Linked DNA regions of Mus musculus: region 1 is linked to region 2. Evidence: chromatin contacts called from public HiChIP or PLAC-seq data. All regions are on one chromosome and are shown on one strand. Each heading gives the region's core, a stretch centred on a gene start, on an enhancer-like site or on the middle of the called end of the contact. The rest is flanking DNA. Distances are from core to core; before and after follow the strand shown.

Region 1 (6,818 bases), core at 216-2,715, 140 kb after region 2:
TATAGGTGCTAGCATTATGCAGAGCAAGCTGTAGTCACCGTCGGATCTTCTATAAGAAACTGCCCGATAATTCGTGAGCTCTGTGTCTAGTTTATTTTGTTACACCTGTCTTTAAGAAAATAAAGTCACTTTGAGCCTAAGTCACTATGGAGATTCACATGCCCACATGCCATCGAGGTATGTGTCATAAATCATAAAGCAGTTTAGCTTTAAAATTGTGCATCGCATATTCATGTGCACACCACTTGCAGTTTTTGACACATGTGAACTCTTTACTGAATTAAAAAGGGAACTGCTCAGCTCTACAATCAGCGATTACCAGAGGCAGAACAGAAAGCAGTTAATATGCTTGTTCCAGCAGATGTTCATCCCCGTAAATATTAAACATAACACAAGTTCCTCCAGGAATATACAAGCAGTAATTTTACCACCTGAATAGGGCTGGTTGGAAACATTTAAGGGGTGGGGGCAATGTGAGGGATGCTGAAGCAGCCAATGGGATTTTTCAGACAACCGCAACTAGAATTAAATTGCATCTACCTGTGATTTACCTATAGCAGCTCTCCCTAATGCGAGATTAGCGAGAACTGGAACCCCAAGTGCATTCCAGGCTGCCAGCTTTGAGCTTGACAAAAAGAGTGAGGAGTTCAGCCATGGGCATGTGTGAAGAAAGGGTGCAAAGGAACCGAGAACCTCCGGGAAATGAGTCTCCCTGGGCCAAGGCCTCCGGAATTCGGGCACCAAGACACACTGGCCTCCTGCCTAGGGTGCTCACTTTTCCATCTCCAGTGGGAGTGAGGTAGGACAGAGGAAGGATGCAAACGCCAAGCAGGGAGCAGGCAGGGCGCAAGGCTAGAGAGCATCCTCTCCGGGCACTTCGTAGAGGTACCAACTCTAGGGGGTCACAGGGGTGGTGAGCCTGAGGCTCTCCGGGAGCTGGAGGGGAGCACAATCCGAAGGAAGGGAGCTGAGAGGGGCTGCGAGATGAGGGGTGGGCTCTCAGGCATCAGTGACACGTTCTAAAAATCGGTTCTCTTCCCCTCCACCGCTGCGCTCCTCCAGTGGCAGCCAGACCCCGGCCCCCTGAGCTAGCGCAGGCAAGCACCGAGGGGAGAGAACGGAACCGGAGACCGACGAATTCACGGGGAGGCGGCCGAGCATCCAGCCCGCCAAGGCTGGAAGGAGCCGGCCAGCGAGGCGGGTGTCCCCGAGCCACCCCACCCCCACGGCGGCCGGGCACCCGGAGTCCCGGCCCAGGTGAGGGCAGGCGGGGCCAGCGCGGCTCCCCAGCGGCCAGCACCGGGACTCACCACAGCGACTCGAGGTCCCATTCCTGGAGCAGGGCTAAGTCGAAGCTGTCCATGGTGGGAGGTGTCAGCGCCGCCGCCGCCGTGTCCGCCGCCGCCGCTGTGTCCGCCGCCGCCGTGTCCGCCGCCGCCGCTGCCGAGCCTCGGGCCGCCCGCGCGCTGCAACGAGAGGCGCCCGCTAAGGTGCATCCCGGCCGCGCCCGAGCCGCCGCCGCCCGCCTGCCCGCCTGCCCGCCAGTCACCCTCCCCCGGCTCTCAGTGCCCGGCACCCCCGCGGCCCCTGCTTCCCGGGCCCGCCCGGCGCACTCACCCGCTCGCCGGCTCGCGCGCAGCCACACTCGCCGAGAGCCGCGAGCTCGCTCTCTCGCCGCGCCGCCGCCCCCTCCCGGCCTGCGCCCGCCCCTCCGCCCCTCCCTCGCGGCGGCCCGGCCCGCTGCAGCCGCCGGCGCGGTGCTCTGCGCCCGCCCGCTCGCCCGCCCGCCTCTTTCTCCTCCGGGAGGCGCGTGTGCGCGGGCGAGGCCGAGGCGCGCGCGCGCGTCCTGAGCCCCGCGCCGCGCCCGCCCCGCGCGCCCCTGCGCTCCCCGCGCTCCCCGCTCTCCCCGTGCGGCTGCTCGGGGTCCCGCGCCCTTTCTCGGGCCGGACTGCCGGCTCGCCCTCCTCACCCGCGCCCCTCCATCTCTCCAGACCCTCAGTGGCCCCGAGGGTTGCGGGGGACGTCCTCTGAGCCAAAGGGAGCGGCGCAGCGGCGCCGAGGGCAGGGGGATGCCGTGCCGAGCCGAGGCCGGCCTGCAGCAAAGCAGACCCCTGCCTCTCGCCCTCGCCCCGTGTCCAGCTGGGACTTTCTGGTCCTCCGCAAATTAAGGGGAACCCGCAGGGCGCTGCGGCTGGAGGTGTGCACTCTTGAAGATCTGGGGTGGGCGCTAGGAAGGAAAAGCCCTGGGCGCCCCAGGCGCGGTGAGAGTTAACAGTGCAGCCCACGGCAGCGCTGAAAACAAATCGTTTCAAATATCTGGAGCCAGTAACTTAAGTGAAATAAAGAGGAGGCGGGAAGGAAGCGTCTTCCAAGACCTGCTTTCAGCTGCAGTTTAGCCTGGGGGCTGGGAGGACGAGGGGTATCCCACTAGCCCTCAGCTGCCCAGTCCCTGGAAACCAGTCTCCTTTCTTTTTATTTCATACTGGAAAGGCCTCTCTGGGTTTCCACTACAAACTTCCCGCCGCCTCCTCTCCTGTCTAGAGAGTGGCAGATTGTCAGCTGGAAAGATGATAGAGTACCACTGTGGCTTGTAAAAAAAATAAAACCCTTGCTATTATTACTCCCTTGGTTTGAGAGACTGCTCCCCCCTCGCTCATTATTATATACACTCTGAGAGTGGGGACTGGAGGCGTAGAGCTGGTCTATCCTTCCATCTCTGGGCTTCTGCCCTCAAAATTGAGGATCCCATGCTGGCCCCGGGGGTGGTGCATGGGGTTCCCCTCTCCCATGCTCTTGGCCCCAGTTCCTGGAGCCCTGTTCAGGATTCCCCAGGATTCCTGGAGAGAGCAGCACCGAGCAAAGCTCACCACTTACACCAAACCCCGCATGCCCTAAGGGAGGCCTTTGCAGTGTATCGGCCTTTGTTCCTTTTCTAGACAAGAAGAGCCACCATGTGAGGCCGCCAAAAATTTAGCCCCTTTGGTAGAAATCCTAGGAGCAACCCCTTTTTTTATTTCACCCACCTCTGAAGGAGAACTAACGAAGTCGTGGGCGCAGGTAGATAAACTGCCAAAAAGCCAACTAGAGTTCTATGCTCTCGGAAACAGAACTGCAAAGCTCTCGGGCCCCCATCCTTTTCTTCCCCCAGCTTTGGAATAGTTCCCTATTAGCATCCATAACTAATGTGAAAATATCAATCGCTAAGTGAAGGCAGAGTCTGCATCAAATCCGCTGTAGAAACTGACTGGTTATTTTTACAAACTAACAACTTCGCTGCTTGAAACACCACCCCGGCCCCTTTAGTTGAAGGCTACAAAAGAACAAAGGAAATATGGACAAAGTACAGGTGTGAAGGGCTGGGATCCAAAATCTTGGTCTACAGTGTATCTGGAGAGAAGGAGGGGGGAAATGTGCCTTACAGATACCTACTTAGCATAAACCCTCTTGGAAATGTTTGCTCTGGCAAAAGTGAGCTATAGACATCACATGGAGACAGCCTTCCCAGGAACAAAGGCTGGGGGTGGAGGGTGGAGGAGAGAGAGAGAGGGGAACAGCCCCTGCCTGGAAGAACTGCAAGTTCCAAGGCCTGAACAAGAAATGTGTCCTGTTCCTTGGGCTCCTGGCTGCAGCTGGGAGTCTTCTCCAGAAAGGAGACCTCCCGCCCCTCCCAGGGATCTGGCTTCCCGTCCCTTCCCTTCCCACCACATCTGTTTATACAAAAGAAGCTGCTGAAGAACAAACAGAACCGTGTTTACTGCGGGTCCCATGCCGAGCGAGCCTGAGGCTCGGACACAGATTCAAGCCTCCTCCTCTTAGTGGCTGAAGATAAATGGGTCCCAGAAAAGGAGAAAGAGCAAAAGGAGTTAGGCTTGGGGAGGGAAAGGTTATTTGTAAAAGGTCTCCCTAAAAGAGCTATGAAGGGATGGACAGATGTATATTTAAGTGTCGGCTCTGGGTCCTCACGTTTACATTTAAGTGTACTTGAGCCGGAAGTCATTTCACTGTGGGTAATTTTTTTTTTAAACGTTTCTTCACAAATAATGTATTTTCTGTTTGGGGTCTTTAACTCGAGGACGGATGCATTAGTATTTTATTTCTGGTGGATGTTTCTGTGAATAGAGCCCACTTGGAGAGTGAAGGCATTGGAAGAAACCCAAAATGTTGTTGTAGATACTGTCTTTGCCTAAGCTGTGATTGAAATAAACTGAAAATGAATAGATTTCACTGGTGAGATGTAGAGGAGTTAATGAGACTCTTCAATCTAAGAACTTATTATTTATATTTTATATTTTAACTTGTTAACTTATATTTTATATTTTATGGCTGTTCCCATTATAGAGTCATTGGTGTATGAGCCGAATCCAGCACTGAGACAAGTCAAAATTTCAACATTAGTAAAAAAAAGAAGAGGAAGAAGAAGGGGAGGAAGAAGAAGAGAAGGACAGAGGGAAGGAAAGGGGGAAGGGAGAGAGAATGTGAGGTGCTGGTACTCTCTAGAATTAGAAAAGGGGTTGGTTTGTTGAGTTTTTGTTGTTGTGCTTGGGTTTTGGTTTTGGTGACTTTTTGTTTTGTTTGGAGATGGGGGGTTGTTTGTTTTTGCTAGGGTTTTGTTTTCTGTAAAGGAACAAGAGATTGCCCAGATAGATAGATAGATAGATAGATAGATAGATAGATAGATAGATAGATACATACATACATACATACATACATACATACATACATACACAAATACATAAATAGATACATAGAGATAAATACATAGATACATACATACACACAAATACATAAATAGATACATAGAGATAAATACATAGATAAATAGATACATAGAGATAAATACATAGATAAATAGATACATAGAGATAAATACATAGATAGATAGATGAGAGAGAGATGTGAAAGAGAGAGAGAGAGAGAGAGAGAGAGAGAGAGAGAGAGAGAGGGGTTTCCCAGTGAAGCAGTAGCTTCGGAACACACAGAAGATCCGAGGGCCTTTTCTGCTGAGGGAGAAGCAACTTGTGCTACTGAGAGCTGAATGGAACCGCCCAGTTCAGGAGAGGGCCACTGAGGAAGGAAGGTAGCGAAAGCGGGACTGCCTGGCCTCCCTGGGGGCCTGGCTAGTTGGTTGGCTGGTTTGTGCTAAATCCACAAAATGAAGGAAGGAAGAAGTGGCTCCTGCTTAACAGGGTATGCGCATGTGCTTCAGCAAGGACCTCGTCCTCAATATGCTCTCCTGGGATGAGAAGCCTCTTGTGTGCACCCAGAAGCAAATCCACAGCATCTCCCATCTCCATCAACTAATTCCCAAGACATGGCTGGAACTCAGAGGTAGTTTTGAGGAACCAGTAGAATCTTTCTCAATCTCTCTCTCCCTCTCCCTGCCCCTCCCACTCCTCCTCTATTCTCTAGATAAGAGCTAGCTCTGTGGATGACCTGCCTGGAAGCTCTCTCAACCTCTCCTCCCTCTTCTCTACCATCTTTTCTTACAACACCTTTCTTTCTAGTTCCAGGGAAGCCGGCAGATAACTCAGTCAGCTTCTCTTTCCAGAGGCTTCCAGGGTTTTTTGAAACTATCTAGGGTTTGCCAATAAACCCTCCATGCTTTTTGCTTGCAAATGAGATGTTAATATGTCAACCCCCAGGACAGCAAGGATTTTCAAATCTACCCAGGAGCTCCAGTGTCCTCTTTCCCTCACTCTTCACAGGTAGCACACAGTGGATCTAGCCTGGGATCCAAGGTACCTTTCTCATTTTTCCCCCTCATTCTCCAGGTCCTGAGCAGATGGTGCGGTTGTGCTGGCTGTCATCACTCCTCCTATGTTTCCATGGAAACATGGGGCATAGGGACCATCTCTGCCTTGGGCTCCCTGACAGTATCCTCTGGCTGAAAACTTCACTAAGGCCCCTCCTCCTTACTTGCCTGCTGTCCGGAGCTTTGCAGAACATTCTGGGCCACAGGCAGTCAGGGCCATTTCAGCAATCCTCTAAGGACATGCTCCCTGCAAAGGGTTGTAAATTGACTGAAAGGGGGAGGGGAAGCCAATATCTCAGTCAGGTGGCTGAAGCCTCTTTGGGATGGCAACAAATACAGATAATCTGTCCCCTCAGCCACCTTCCACAATGGCTGAGAATTGCCCCAAATGTCAAATTCGATGCTTCTAAGGTTTTCTGTGTTGTCAGGCAGCAGGTATTTATTGAGTGTGAGTATACGGTTGAGGTTTTACACCGCACTCACATCCCACCACCTGGAAATGTTCATTCCATTTTTTTTTTTTTTTTTTACAAAACCAGGTTTTTCCCTAAGGAATGCACTTTCTTCAAAGTTTCCAACATCCTCCTGGCTACATAATTCATTTATATAGCCACGAAGACATTAATTAGATTCAGAAGTCCGTGGAAACAGCAAAGCTAGGCAAGGTCAGAGGGCAAGCAGGGCAAAGAAAAGAGAGGGGGAAATGACCCCTAGGAGAGGGTGAGGAAGTGGAGGGAGATTTTTCATGCCTTTCAAGTATCAAACAAGACAAAGACAATTTCAAAACGTGGTCAACTACCATAACACTTTGTAGAGAAAGTATTGCCAAATGTAAAAAGTCTGTTAAAAAAAAAAAAAAAACAAAAAAAACAGAAGTTCATTTGCATGATAATTTTATGCATATACACTTTTGGTGTTATTGTTTCTCATACTCTGCTACAAAGATTGGGGATGGGGAGGAAGCGGGACTCATCATTTTTTTTTTTTTTTAAAGAAAAACCAATGTGGTCACTCCTACTCTGGAAACAGAAAAGACTGTCTTGTTGTGAGCGCGAGCCAGCTGAGT
Region 2 (7,379 bases), core at 2,260-4,759:
CACGGCTACGTAATAGTGACTTTTGATAGTCGCTGCAAGCCTAGAACTGACAGGATTCCCAGAGTAACAGAAGAGCATGAAATACCATGCTAACTGGTGTTGTCCACATAGGAGGATGTATGGGGTTGGTCAACTTGATCTTCACTCCAAACCCCTCATATCCACCTTGAAGATAACCTGCCTGTTGCCTGTTTTGCACTGCCCCGCCCCGCTTTTTCTCCTCTCACCATTTTCTTGCCCCATACACTAGTGTTTTTTTTTTTTTTTGATTTTTAAAGGAAAATAGGCGGTTTTTTTTTTAATGTGGGTACTACACAAAGTAGATTTTTTTTCCCAGTCATGAACACAAACAAGCCCCGAACTTCAAAGAGTGAATTCTACTAACAGAGCTAGCATTGTTTGTTTGACATACATTTTGCATTATATACATTTAGGGCAATTCAGAACATGATATAAGACAAATGCATTCCATAAACAATTTGCAATTCGGATAATGATAGAGAAAAGACACTGCTGGGTTGGGTGAATGGTTCAGAGGGTAAAGTGCTTGCTCACAAGCTGGCAACCTGACAGAGGTCTTTAAAACCCACAGTGGAAGAAGAGAGCTGAATCCTGGCAGTTGTCCTCTGACTGGCACATGCCTCATGACATGCATGCAACCCACACTCTATACTACATAGACACATACACACATGTACACACACAGACATACTACATATGCACACACACACATATACACAAAGACACCACAGATAGAGACAACACAGAAAAAGAGACACACACACAGGGACAAAACACATAATCATAATAGCAGTAAATAGTTAACAACATGGAAAGATTTTAAAAGGAGGTATTATTTACACTACTCTGTCTTGAGTTACACTTCTTCTGATACACAAGTATAAAAAGAAGAGGTTCAATATTGCTTTCCAATAAATGGTGACACCAATCCACCAGACCTGGAATTTCATGGAAGTGTTAAAAAGGCAATAGTGTAACACACAATACAATGTCAAGATTTTCAGCATTTAGAAATGTTTCAATTGTCACCATGGTGATGTAATAAAATGAGGGCAATAAAATATAATTAAACATTAATTACAGAAACTATCAAAAATAATTGACTTGTACAAAGCTCAGTACTCCTGTTAAAAAAGAAGCTGATGGATAATAAAATATATATCCCATCCTTTAGACATAATTATTCCAAGGCAGCAATTAAATTTATAGAAAATTGTTCAGTTTCTTCTGGATGCTTCACTGCTGTGAACTCAATGGTATTTTCAGAGAATTATACTTGTTTGACATCCTAACTGGAGGCATAGCCATAAACTCAAGTATGTGTTTTATAAATATAAATAGCTTTTTAAAAAGCCTCCTCTTAAGACTACTCTGCATTTGTTGTATTTCTGGTTCCCACAGGAAAGACTTCTGCTTTGGTTAAGAAATGCCTAAGTCCCCTATATCCATTTCTGAGCACATTTTAATAGTAAGAGAAAACAATTTTAATATAAAAATAATGTTCTGCAGAGCAAATGGAAGAGTATTTTTATTAATAATTATCATTCCAAGATTTTTACACCAGTCTGTTTCTTTAACATTTATGGAAGCAGGACTGGGTCATAAAATCATTCCACAGTCCTTATGGGAAGCATTAAGGTTTTTAAAGGGCATAAAAATCACCCCATTTGGACTTTTTTTTTTTAAAAAGCAGAGTCCAGAGAATCCTCTACATATAGGGAGTCATGAACATAAACTTTGGAGCACTGCTGCCTGAAGTGGGGGGAGACTATACATACCAGATAACTTGCTATCAAAAGTTTTAGCCAGTGGAAAATGAAAGTTTCAAGCAAAATAAATGTAAGAACATCAATTGCAAACAAAAAAGACAAGACTCATACAACGGGTTTATGTGCATACAAAGAACAGCCCTTAAAAACCACTTGCATTTCATTTTTTCCTCTATTTACATTTTTGTGCTTAAAAGTTGTTTGCAGGTTGGGAGGTCATGCTTTCAATGCCTGCTGGTGCACCCTAGTTCTGGAGAGCCCTCTTAGCCCCAAGAGTAGACCCTGGTTGCTGTAAAGCCACATGGGGTACAGCAGAGGCTGGTGGGGATTCTGATGTAATGCTTTGAGAGGTGGGGCTTCAAGATGGTAAGGATGAAGATGCTGCAGGCACCGGAGAGCATCCTTGCTGAGCACTACCGGAACCTACAGAAGAAGCCATCCTATCTGGCCCTCATCAGCTACATAAGCTCTGGGTCTATGGTGGCCATGGTCTGAGAAGTGTACAATATGCCCACATCTCAAGGGCTATGATAGAACACACTGACTCAGCAGTGGTAGCCCCTGGGACAATCAGGGGCAACTTCAGTGTTCACATCAGCAGGAATGTCATCCATGCTAGCAGAGGGAGAGCCAGCTGTGGTTTCAGGGCAGTGAACCCTTGAACTAAGCAAACAGTGGTCACCATAGCAGCTGCTACCCAGCCTGAGGGTTTGAACTACACTCAGCACATCAGGGTCCACCCATGACCAACTACCTCTGTCAACAAGAACTTAAGCCCACACCCATCCCGTCTCCCCAAGCCAGTCCCAGCTCACCCTTTGTCCAACTTCAGTCCCAGGGAGTCTAGGCTTCAACTTTGTGTGCCTTTTTGTATCCTAAGTCAGCACAATATTAGACCATATCCTTGTGTACCAAAGTGCCAGACACTTTTGCGGCATTGTCAAAGGTGACTTCGCCTACCTCAATGGAGAGACATTAAAATCATATGTTAAAAAAACAAAACAAAACAAAAAAGCTGTTTGTGAGGGGTTTATTTTACTAGATATGTTCATTATACAAAATGATGGATATCACCATATCCCCACAGGTTCATGTCATGTACTTTTTCATATTCATATGACCCTCCCCTCTCTTGTTACCCCTCCCACTGGGCTCCTTCCTCCCCCTAGACAAACAGTACCTCTTCGTGTGTGTGTGTGTGTGTGTGTGTGTGTGTGTGTGTGTGTGTGCTCAAGTGTGTAAAAATCTAGTTCATCATATTAAAGAAAGCATACAACACCTGTCTCAAAATACATTTTAAAAATACATTATTTTAATCCAAAGATACCTCCAACACAGTGAGAGGGGCAGCCAATTATGGAAAGAATCAACCTATGAATGTCTGTCAGGGAGAACTGAAGGGAGAGAGACAGGACAAAGGAAAGAGAAAATGCTAGCAAACACCAAGGCCGTCCTTTGTTGATGGAGGGGGAGCAATGAATAATGTTTCCTGAGACAGAGCTTGGCAGGTAGAAGACATGAGCCACCATAGGAAGCACCACTAACTGGGGCAGCTCTGTGACTGCACAGACACTCAGCAGAAGCCCACTGACAGGAAACCCGCTGTCTCCTAGCTCAAAGCAAACTGCAGTTTGAGCATCTGATTTGAACCGGTGCAAGTTCCCTTGGCCTGTAAAAGCTTTGCTCTTACATTAGAGGTAATGCAAATGACCTGGCAACAGTCCTTGAATGTGCCAGATTCTGACAACTCAAGATTAGAAGACTGAGGAGATTCCAGAGGCCCAGGCCCTCATCATCCATCTAGGTGCCTGACAGCACATCCAGCATCCTGAGGAAGAGGCCGTGCGTGCGTGCGTGCGTTATTCCTGTAGTGCGGCCGGTCCGTCAAAGGCAAGCTCAGCAAGGGGTTTCTGAGTGGGTCAGGAGACTGAAAAGGAAGCAAGAAACTCCCAGATAGTACAAAGCTCAGCACTGCTGCCTTGTCTGGAAGAGTGTGAGTTGTACACCTTAAGAATTCAATGGAAAAGAGGCCAACAGCAAACCGAAATATTCTAAGTACCTACTCACACACATAGAGGATAGCAGAAACATTAAGAATGGTACCCAATAAATACCAGGGCCCAGCTAGTGCCTGGACCTAAGGACCACACGCATGGACTTGCACATGTAATTGGAACAGGAGTCTATATCACAACCATTACGTACAGAGATACTTTCCTAATCATGTGGTGGGGACACAGGTTACATGTCATTATTCATATGAATTATATACTTTTATGCATTATAAAGCAGGAAGCAAGACCTCTCCTCCCAAATGTGGAAAGGTATTTGCATTATTTTTAGACAAATTTTCATTTCTTTACAAATAAGGAAAGATAGCTATCACTAGGTTGCACATGAAACAGGTAGAAGGTCAAGGGAGTGATCCAGCCTGATGTTTCTCTCCCACTCACCTCCACTGATGGCCAAATGAGGAAGTCTATGTATGTGGGAAATGCGTCAGCTCGGGAAGCTCTCGGGGCAGACTAAGACACACTCATGTTTTCAGAGGACCAAACTGACCTCACAGGTTAGAAAGATCTTGTGGCCAGTGAATTGTCAGGCCATCAAGATTTGTGGTAGATCAAAGTCGCCCAAACCACTGTGTGGGACAAGAGGCCATCCCTGTTCTGGTGGGCATTCTGATGACAGGCAGAGCGTGTGTTTCTGTAAGAAGGACAGTGGCCTCTGAACAAGCAGAAACCCTGCCAGGGACACTCAGCACTGAGCCACCTCAGCTCCGTCAAAACGAGGAGACTCAGATGGCTGTGTGGTTCCTCTCCCAAATGAGGGCCATGGCTGCTGTGCAGTCCCCTGCCTCTGTCAGAAAGGATATTTTAAAGGTCTAAGCAAATGTCAAAGGCAGATGCTGTACACAGACAGCGTTTTCTAAGTGTTCACAGTCCAAGGGAAGACAGTTAGGCAGCCCGGAAAAAGAACTGCAATTGAAAGTTATTCCCCAAAATCCCCAAAGTCCCCTGGCAATTCCACTCAATAAATATTTACTAAGCAACTTCCACGTGAACAGTCCTGTTACCAGGTATGCAGACATATGCCACATTTGATGCAAAACAGTTCCTTTCCTTAGAGAGTCTGCAATGACAGGAGGGGAAGGTCAGCAAGAATCTAGCACCCAGTAGGCCCTCAGGAGGACAAAGTACCCCAGAACTGATCCGTAGGCAGGAAAGACTGCATTTGCTAGGGAACATTTTTGATAGATGTACAGTATTTTTAAAAACCAGACATTTTTTTATTATTATTTTATTAAAGTGAAGTCAAGAAATACAAACACTCTCAAGAATGGAGCAATTAAGTAGTTAGAGTAGAAAACAAAAGACACAGAAGGGCCAATGAATGCCAAGAAAAGTCTCCTTTCGCCAGAGAAGCAGGCTATAAGAACAACAAAATGATCACACGTGTCTGATGTACTTCCAAGGTATAGCTGTATTCACAGACAAATCCGTTGATGTTAACAGAGTGCACTCCTTATGTAGTTGGGAGGCTAAGCTCACAAACAGATCTTCCTCTCAAAGCCTCCCTCTGAACAGTGGGTTGTAAGTGCTCAGTAGCACAGCATTGGCTGTTCTTACAGACATCTGCACTTACATTCTACAAACCGTGCATAAATACATACGGCTTCATTATTCGCAGTTACCCAAGACCCAGTCATGTTTCTCCCTTTCCTGTTTGTAAACAAAGTCTATTCTTGCTAACATGTGCTTATAACATGCGCTGTGGATTTTTTTGTTTTTATTTTTTATCTGGGTGTCGGAGGGGGGAGTGGTGTGTATACACACGTGGGTGCCCATATCCAAGAGTGTGCTGGAGCTCTTGGATCTTGCTGGGATTCCCATCTACAGCCCCCTCCAAGAGGAGCAAGTATTTTTAACCTCTGAGCCAACTGTCCACATCCCTGCTGGTTTGCAGTGGTACAGGGAACCAAATCACAGGGTCTCTTATTATGTACTAAAGCCAAGGTTCTGCCATGGGCTTTTCAGTTTCTACCCTTGGCATTTCAAACAGGGAATTACTACATACATACTACATATATAGTCCAGGCTAGTCTCCAACTGTCAGTCCTTAGGCCTCAGCCTCCCAGCTGCTGAGACTGGAGGTGGTGTGACCCACATGCCCACCTGTCCCACATTTCAGTCTCTGCCAATAGTCTTCCCAGTGGAGAAAACCATGGAGGGGGGTTACTGTGTATTTGTTTGCTGTTACATTCAGAGTGTCTGTAAGACAGTCCCTGGAAGGAAATAGGATCAGTATCTGTTTCACTGTTAAATAAACTTAGTTTATGGAGAGTGAGCTACTGCAACACTGTGCCCTTTGGTTCCTTGTTTATCTGCTACTGGGGAGGATCACAGCCCTGTTAAAGGAGCTCTGGCAAGGTTTTACAGTGAAGGAAAACTGAAAGTGCATCCAAAAAAAAAAAAAACCACAGTAGTGTTAATTTCTGGTTATTTACACTCCTGCAGTCATCTTCAAATGTTTAAAATTTAAATGATAAAGATAAAACAATGGTGATATAGTTGGGTCTCCAATGTGACTTTTAGGTCCAATTAGGAATATCTGCTTATACACCTTCATACACCTCCACGGTTAAAAGGGTGGAAGTCTTCCTGAGACTTCACGGAATATCACAAATTTACAGTGATTTTTACATTTCCTGAGAAAGCCATGAACACCATTTGTACCGAGTCAGGGCTATCCTGCTGGGATGACGCATTCTGTCAGCAATATGTTCCATGTGCACTTCTTACAGCAACCCAGGGGCTTTCCTCCCCATTAAAGTTGTGATGCCCACGACCTGACAACCAAGCTCGCCATCCAGGAGCCCTCAGCTTTGCTTTTTCTTGCCTTTCCCCCTAGACCTACACAGAGGGATCCTCCCAGAGCGCAGGGTCTTGGGGCAGCAAGCAAAGGTTTCAGATGAGGCCGGAAAGGAAGACCTAAGAGGAAGGCCCTCCTTCCAGTCCAACAAACCGAGGAGACCTGGCTCCAGACTTGGCTAGCCTGTCACACTTAGACCTGGCAGTTTTCCTTCTAGCTTCTTGGTGTACCTGCCAAAGCCATGACCCATTTTGACAGTGCCTTGTTGTAGGTGTGGTTCCCATGCTAAGGTCCTGTTCTTCAATTGGTTCTCACAATAAAATAAATAGGATTCATAGTACCAATAATGAAGACAATGATGTCTTGAAGCATCTCACATATTGTGAAAGATGTCAATTCCTATACTGAACAAACTAAGTAGATCCCAGAAACAGATGACTCCCCCAAAAATGTATAGCAAGACTCATCACCATTAAAGACTTCAACCTAAAGACAAAACAGAAATGCTTCAGACACCAAAATGAAGACATGGTTAACAAGAAGGGGTTGGATGTCTCCCCTGGAAGCAAAGCTCTCATCTGGAGCAGGGCACGAGGAAGAGGCACAGCAGGATTCAAACACAGCTGTCAACTGTGAACTCTGTATTTGGTGACAATATCTTTTAGAAGTAAGGAGGAATAGAGACCTTCATGGATGGCGTCAGAGAGAAGTAGCAAC

What was found. HiChIP or PLAC-seq counts read pairs in DNA pulled down with a chosen protein or histone mark.
Region 1: a contact with region 2 is called in an H3K4me3 HiChIP or PLAC-seq map of embryonic forebrain, with 2.4 times the contacts expected there. The contact joins the promoter of Aff3 here to the enhancer-like site in region 2. A contact is called at or near these places in 2 of 484 Hi-C or Micro-C datasets (embryonic cerebral cortex and nephron progenitors), 3 of 115 datasets of contacts at active chromatin or transcription factors (embryonic forebrain, embryonic stem cells and forebrain) and 2 of 9 other capture datasets (embryonic stem cells and liver).

What each region holds. Positions count from the first base shown.
Region 1 is chr1:38,625,779-38,632,596 of GRCm38.p6, forward strand. It overlaps Aff3 (AF4/FMR2 family, member 3), which reads right to left and starts at 1,466. Exons shown (of 22, transcript NM_001290814.1): 1 at 1,311-1,466. The coding sequence starts at 1,363. It overlaps Gm34596 (a long non-coding RNA gene), which reads left to right and starts at 4,889. Exons shown (of 5, transcript XR_373334.2): 1 at 4,889-5,328; 2 at 6,747-6,818.
Region 2 is chr1:38,485,557-38,492,935 of GRCm38.p6, forward strand. All of the region lies in intron 4 of Aff3 (AF4/FMR2 family, member 3), which reads right to left. It also overlaps the pseudogene Gm34727. Among named protein-coding and RNA genes, the nearest start is that of Aff3, 140 kb to the right of the region's middle. Within about 2 kb of position 3,510, at least 11 of the 459 cell types and tissues checked have an H3K27ac peak or open chromatin away from gene starts, as enhancers often do. A contact at or near this core is called in embryonic cerebral cortex and embryonic forebrain, where this site is marked.